Linked DNA regions of Mus musculus: region 2 is linked to region 1. A link is a contact called in public Hi-C data. All regions are on one chromosome and are shown on one strand. The core of a region is the stretch at or near the end of the contact, and the rest is flanking DNA. Distances in the headings are between cores, read along the strand shown. Region 1 has its middle 55 kb from the start of Gm40038. Region 2 has its middle 20 kb from the start of 1700052H01Rik.

Evidence for each region. Hi-C and Micro-C count contacts between places; a contact is called where the count stands out from the background.
Region 2: a Hi-C map of the N1E-115 cell line shows a contact between it and region 1, with 2.6 times the contacts expected there. The contact joins two enhancer-like sites. A contact is called at or near these places in 7 of 484 Hi-C or Micro-C datasets (3T3-L1-derived adipocytes, the N1E-115 cell line, the Patski cell line and 4 more), 4 of 115 datasets of contacts at active chromatin or transcription factors (bone marrow-derived macrophages, embryonic fibroblasts, fibro-adipogenic progenitors and 1 more) and 1 of 9 other capture datasets (bone marrow-derived macrophages).

What each region holds. Positions count from the first base shown.
Region 1 is chr3:41,226,591-41,230,153 of GRCm38.p6, reverse strand. No RefSeq gene overlaps it. Among named protein-coding and RNA genes, the nearest start is that of Gm40038, 55 kb to the right of the region's middle. Within about 2 kb of position 1,448, at least 65 of the 459 cell types and tissues checked have an H3K27ac peak or open chromatin away from gene starts, as enhancers often do. A contact at or near this core is called in the N1E-115 cell line and embryonic fibroblasts, where this site is marked.
Region 2 is chr3:41,373,837-41,377,719 of GRCm38.p6, reverse strand. No RefSeq gene overlaps it. Among named protein-coding and RNA genes, the nearest start is that of 1700052H01Rik, 20 kb to the right of the region's middle. Within about 2 kb of position 2,274, at least 60 of the 459 cell types and tissues checked have an H3K27ac peak or open chromatin away from gene starts, as enhancers often do. A contact at or near this core is called in the N1E-115 cell line and embryonic fibroblasts, where this site is marked.

The DNA.
Region 1 (3,563 bases), core at 199-2,698:
ATAGATAGATAGATAGATAGATAGATAGATAGATGGATGGATGGATGGATGGATGGATGGATGGATGGATGGATGGATGGATAGATAGATAGATAGATAGATAGATAGATAGATAGATAGATAGATAGATAGACAGACAGATATTTAAAGAGTTCAACTGTCCTCAAGTCTGAGAAACCCGTCAGAGAATGATAGCAGGGTGCCCACCATTGCTGAGCCTGGGAGAACATTATCACTCTCAGTAATTTGCCAGTGTCTTCAACATTCCTCCTGAGAAGAAGGGCAGCTCTTTCTGAAGGTGATGATGCTTGGGCAGCATTCCTCTGGTGGCCTGGCTCCAAAGCTCTCTACAGACAGATGTGTAGTGTGCCAGTTCATTCTCCTCTTCCTCCTTGCCCTGACCATCAACTGGAAATCTTGAGTGTGTAGTCATTGAGTAACAGCTTCATAGATCAGACACTGAAACGCTGTATACAGGAAACACAAACCATGTGGCCGTGTTCCTGGACTGAGGACAGATTGTTGAGGTCACAAGGCTGAAGAAATGAGCCAATGAGAAGATGCTGGGTCAAAGCCAAGTCAAGTGGGATCCCACAATGATGGACACAGAGTCCTAGCCTCTGTAATGGATAAGGTGGACATAGGAAGTCCCTGAGTTGGCCCTAGGTCCTAGGTGCTGTGGCCTGCCATGGGACACTAGTTATCCATAACAGTCTTGCCCCTGAATCACGTTCAAAACCCTGTCAGCAGGCCACCTCAGTGTGTCCCAGCAATTGCTCTCCAAATATTCAGGCAGGATACATGAAGAAGGGTGGGTCCCAGAGACCTAGACGCTGACCTGTCTACCCAGCCTTGACGCTCCCTCGTGTATGTCAGCAAATGCTTTTCGTGTCAGGCATCTGATACTTAGCATGGCAGGTTATACTGTCACTCATTCCTGCAGGGTTTGACGCTGTCTCAACATCTATTTGCTCTGCAGAATATTTTTAGCAGGAGATTGGGAGAAGGGTTGCTGAGAGAGTCGGTGGGGAAGAAAAAAAGCTGTCCTGATGTAGGCTGTGTCACATTCTCAATGCTGAGCTAAGTGCCTTGAACACATACATGTTCAAAGCGCAATTGCTAATAATGCAATTCCCACCTCCCCATGTTTATAAAAAGGAAGGACAGGAATTGAAAATAAGGCTCAGGGGATCCCTGGCAACTGCAGATCTTCCTTCCTCCCTCCAGGAGAAAGCCAGGGAACACCTAAGTGGTCTTAGAAAGATATGGCACAGAACAGGGGATTTCAAGGGGAAAAAAAAAGAAACCCTTTTCAAATACGTTTCAAACAGTCAACGCGCCTGTTTCCGGAACTCTCCAGAAGAACTGAGAGCTGAGAATGCTATGCCTCCCCCACCTCCACCCTCTAAACTGGCTTTCAGGTGACGCAATGACAAGACCTCTGCGGTGAGCTGTCTGGAGGGACACAGCCAGTCATCAGAGCAGGGGTGCTGCCATCTCTTGGATGTTCATGGCCAGAGCAAGACTCTGTCCCAGAAAGGATGGATTTCAGTGATAATATGAAATGTTACCGGGCAATCTGTTCTGAAATAATTGCTCTGCATGTTGGCCTTCTTTTCCTTTTTAGAATTTCAAAGGCATGGCAGGCGGAAAGCAGAGGCAGCCTGAGGGGCACCTAAATGACTAAATCCAGCCCACCACAAACCTAACTGCACAAAAGCTCTTCTCAATTAGTGGAATGCAATTAATGGTATTGTCGAAACACTCCTGTCACTTCAATCCAGTGCTATTTAGAGCTTCAATTTAGAACTGTGTGCAGATTTTAGGATGTGCAGTTTCTTAGCCACTGTGAGCAGTAACACCTAATCCCCGAGATTCACCTAAGTTTCAACATAGAGAGTAATGGCAGCCTTCTTTCCCATCCTTACACACACAGACACACATCCACTCACACACATGCACTCAGACATACACATACACACACAATCTTATATACACATTTTGGGGTACATACACATAGGCTCAATTTTACTCTCATACAGATACATACAGGCACATATACACAGAGGCTCATACACACAAAGATATATATTTTCTTTCTCTCTCTCTCTCTCTCTCTCATATATATATATACATACACACATATACATATATACATATATATGCAGAAGCACACACAGATGTTCACACATATATACATACACATATACCCAAGCATACATGCACACAGGGCTCATGTATTCATTCAAATATATAAATATATATATATATATATATATATATATATATACACACACACACACATATCCTCTCTTTCTTTAATACACACACACACAGAGGCTCATATACACACTAACATGCATGTATACACCCACACAGGCACACATAAATACAGTCTCCTGTACTCATTCACTGGAGAGCATCCCAGCTCAGCCATCACAACATCCCCCTCCCCAGTGGAAAACTGGATGTGTCCACATTGGAAATATCTAGGGTGTTCTGAAGTAGGATACAAATTCCAAGGCTTTCATTGCATGATGGTCCTTTTGAAATATTTATATTGATTGGCCCAGTTCCTGAGAGGAAATAGGTGTTTCTCTGATTCTCCCAAGTATAGGTCATTTTAGCTGTTGGCTTGTCATATATTTTTTTTAATCTCCACATTTCCCTGCAGATGTGAAAGGAAGATTTAAACAGCAATGTTAGCTGCTTTGGGCTAGATTTTCAAAGCTACGCCAGGGGAGGTGAAAGCACAAATCCTGTTATTGTTACAGGATTAATGCACAGAAGTCCCAGAATACCACTTTGGAAATGTAGCCTAGGAATATTATTTTAATATACTGTGTGTTATTTTTAGACCCAGCTATAGTCCAATTATCAGCTGGTGTATCAAAATGGAGACAAGACAGAGCTGTCGTTAATCCAGAATTCTAGTGAGATTTTTGGTATTTGTGTTTTCTTATCTCTTAGATATCTGGATTATTTGGAAGGAAAATTGGACAGAAACCACTGCAGCTGTTCCCTACCTGTTCTGTTGCTATAGAGGCTGCTGCTTAGAGTGCTGGTTCTATAGAATGTTTTGGCCCAGTTCCCTCGTCCCCAGGGGAGAGAGATTGTGCGAAGAGAGGCATTAAATCCTGAGATCTTTTGACCGTGTCACAAAAAAGCTGAAATCAACCATAGGACACACATGACTTCAAGGCAGCAAGCCATGGTTTCTGCCTCCAGTTATTTCTGTTTCTGCTTTGACACATCTTAGATTGTTATCCAAAAATAACTACCTGCAGAAGGTCTTCCATGGAGTGGCTTGGCTCCAAGTTGCCCCTATGGGCATCAGTGGGCACTCGCTGATTCTTCAGACCCCTGCTGTGGCTTTATTAAGCCATGCTTGTCTTTCTTTTCGGCTTCAGGAAATGTATAGAAAAGAGATGGCTACAGCTCTGGGACCGAGATGCATCCAACCCAGGAGATAAGTGGAAGCCTTTCAGTTGGAGAAGAAACACTGGCTTTGGGGACTGAGAAGGTGACTCGGTGGACAAACTGCCCCTGTGCGTTTGTGAGGG
Region 2 (3,883 bases), core at 1,025-3,524, 150 kb before region 1:
AACCAAGGTACCAATTGCATCCATAGCCAACTTAGCATGTGTGAAGAGTTGCTTTTAGGATCATGGATGACCCAAAGCCAGCTTCATTCCCAGAAAGTCCTGCCCTTCATGGATGATGGCCTCAGAGAAGCAGCATCATGAAGCAGTGCTTTTCAGTTTTTCACTAACTGATCTCTCAAGATCAATTGTAGCTGAGAGGAGAGGGGACAGAGGAAAGGCCAGAATCTCTCCTCCTTCTACCAGGAAGTGTCAGTAGTTCTGTTACCATTACCATAGACCTAGCTGTCCCTGTAATATGCTGCTCAATCAGTTGCCATGGCTACTGGGCCAAGAAAATATCTACTCCAAAGTGGCACGGGATGATCGTGTTATACCCAGAGAAAAGGCCATTCTACAACCGAGAAAGAGGCAGAGTGGAGAACAGTGTTGGCTAATAGCAAGCAAGAGGCAGGGTTGTGATGGACATGTCAGGCATGATAGGCTGTTGATGAGGGACCTCTCAGTTCTCCTGGCCTCACACAGAGCTGAAGGAGGGCCTGTACGTGCAGCATTCCCTCAGAACACCAGAAATTATGACCTCATTGAGTAAGTAGCTGGAACCAAAAGCACTTCCTGCTGTGTGCCTTTTTCCTTCAGGCAGACCATGACCATCCCGTTGCATCACAGAGCAGAGATAACACTGGCCTTGTAGTCATGGCAACACAATAAGCTGAACAATACAGTGACAGCTAGGTCTAGGGATACTGGGAGAAGTAACACTCCCCAGTAGAAAGGGAAGGTGGATCACTGGTCCCTCACCTGGGATTCGCCCATCACTCACTCCCTGCTGCCCTCTAGCTGCATGGGGTCCTGAAGTGTGCTTAATGTAGAAAACTGGCTGGAGGAAGCTCCATGAAGCTGCTATGGTGGGTTTCTACCCCTGCTGAGGTGGGGCTGTTCTGTGATGTTTGAGTTACCCTTGCTGCTCCAAGTAAACCCCAATACACTCATCAGTTCAGCACAGTGGACCTGAGTAGAATCTTTTCTTTGGTTTGACATTGGTTTTCTGCCCAGGGTGAGTAGATAACTGTTCATATCTCCCTAGGAAAAGTAATAGAACATCTCCAAATGGGGATGTACTTCGGTCCAAAATGTAGTTCTATGGAAGAGAGAAAGAAGGTTGACAAAAGAGAGGGAACGGGTTAGGTATGTGTGTCCCCTTGCCCTCCCTGAGCTTTCCTGGGAGTATCACCCCCTGAGCTCAGTTTAGGTTTTAAGGCCATTCAGCCCAGGAGAATTTAGTATCACACCAACAAGAACTATAAACATATTTCTGATATGACTCTTTAGAGCAAGAACATGAACGTGGTATCAGCAGACACTAGTCAGCTGATATAGGGCATCATGTAGGCCCCAAACACCTTTGTGTCAGGAGGATGAGGGCAAACAGGACAGAAGCAGGAAGGAAATGCTCATGAACACCTACACTAACACACACCCATACTCTCTCTCTCACACACACATACACACACACACACACACACACACACACACTCTCTCTCATACACACACACATACACTCACACAAACACATAAATTCACACTCACACATATACACATAGACACACACAAACTCACACTCACACATATACACACTCTCACACACACTCATACACACAGGATACCATGGTTACAGGTGCTTACATACCATATCTCATGTGTCTACCAAACCCCTGCTGCTTCACTCGGAGTCCAGCTCCACGAATGACAGCTCATGGGAAGAGAGGGGCCATGGTACCCTCTGCACCCCCGAGATAGTAAGGCCTGTCCTAAGCCACCAATGAGGAAAGCCACTGGGTTAAGACCAAACAACAGAGACCTGACCTAAAGTGCTTTGTAGCCCAGCTGCTCCACATCTAACTGGGAAGCTTAGAGGGTTCCTGACTCACCAGAGAGCCAGGCCAGTTCCATGCTTGGTTTTGACCTGAGGGACTGGTTCCCACCCTTTCCATGAGAGCCTGGCTTGAAACCAGAGGCCCCAGGATTAGCTTTCCTTTGGAGTTTTGGAGTTGCTGAGTCAGAGCAGATTTTCCTATCTGTACCCCTCTGACTCTGTGTGTGTGTGTGTGTGTGTGTGTGTGTGTGTGTGTGTGTGTTGCTCTCCACCTTATTTATTGAAACAGGTTCTCATACTAAACTTGAAGCTCACTGATTCCGTTGGACTGTCTAACCTCTGCCTCTCCCCACCACAGTGATTGCAGCTGTGTGCTGCCATGCTCAGATCTTTACTTGGGTGCTTGGACCAAACCCAGCTCTTCATGCTTACACAGCAAACACTTTACCAACTGAGTCACTTCCCCTGCCAATGTGACTTTCTCCCAAGGAAGAGCCATTAAGGACTTCCTTATCATGAAATACAATGACCCTGCTGATTTTTCATGGACAAGGTGACATTCCTTCCCAACCTTCAACTTTCTGTTTCCTTCAAGGTGGTGAGTCTGTTCTTTCCCAGAACCTAAGTGGCTGAGTTCTCCAGCAAGCTGCCACAGAGGGCCAGCCCACCTGCCTGTGGCTCTGGCTGCTCGCCAAGCTGACCGACATCCAGATGTTGGATGTCTACCTCTGATCCTTCTGCTTGATTCCATCCATCCCAGATTTCCCAAGTGCAAACTGTCTTGAGTCCGAGTCTGTGGTTCACACAGTTCTAAACGCAGTGTCTTCCGTGGCTGAGGGCACGATGTTAGCTAAATGACATCGGCTGAATGAATGGGTGGACGAATGTGTGAATCAGGCTCAGGATACAGCAGGTATTTGGTGACTTGCTGATGTGATCTGAGCCCTCGTTAGGTGAGTCAGAAGATGGGAGCGGTACCACAGGGACATGGGTCACAGGGGTGTTGTGAGGGATGAGGGCGAATGAGGAAGGAATGAGTGAATCTCTCAAACTGCTGTGGAAAGCCTCTCCAGTCACCGTCTTCACCCAAGGTTGCCTCCCAAGAGGAAACATGTAGGTTCGCAGGGGAGTCCTCCAACAGAAACTGACAGCCTGAGTGTGTTAGCCGCTGGGGGAGCTATTATTGTCTCTCACTCCTGTCTTCTCTTTTCAAATATCTCTCCTTAGTGAAATGGAATGGGAAGGAGCAGCCTTTCTGTGGGTGATACATTCAGGGAGACCCACCTCTGCCTGTGGCTGCGTGTCCTTTCCCAAGATCTCTTATCCCAATGCCACAGTGCCAGGAAGTGTCCTCTGCTGGGCACCTGCAGCGTATTCTGTTACAGGATCTTCTCAGACCCCTCAAAGGCAGACACCACGTCACAGAGGAAATGGCGTGGGGGCGGGGGGGAGGTCTCAGGAAAGTTGAGGGACCTGACTCTAAGCAGGAAAGAGCTGGGCTTCTCGAAGATGTTGGAACACCACTGTGACCTATGTCCCTGTGAAGCGTCTCACATTCTGACTCACCTAGAGAGGGCTCAGATCATATCTGCAAGTGCCTGCTATATCCTGAGCCTTGTGGGGAATACATGTTTAAAAGAAAATGAAGCCCATGATCTTAAGGGGCTCATAAAGAAAGCCCCAGAGAAGACACTGAGGCCTACAAGGCGGAGAGGCTTCCTAGGGCAAAAGGTTTTACATACGCAAACTGTACCAGTTCAGCATTTCATGGCCCTGCCCTTGAAGATGATCCCAGCTGCAGGGGTTTTGACTGCACAGTGTTTCAGATTTAGTTATCAGACTTGGCTGTCTTTCTAACGCTCATACTATACATATAATTTCCATTCAAATTCAAAATCTTTCCGATTATTGTGTGAATGCAATGTTATTCAAGGATTTTTTTTTTCCTGAAAGAGCACCTATCTGACATGCATTTTTAATTTTATGTGCAATATGCAAATGTCATCACTG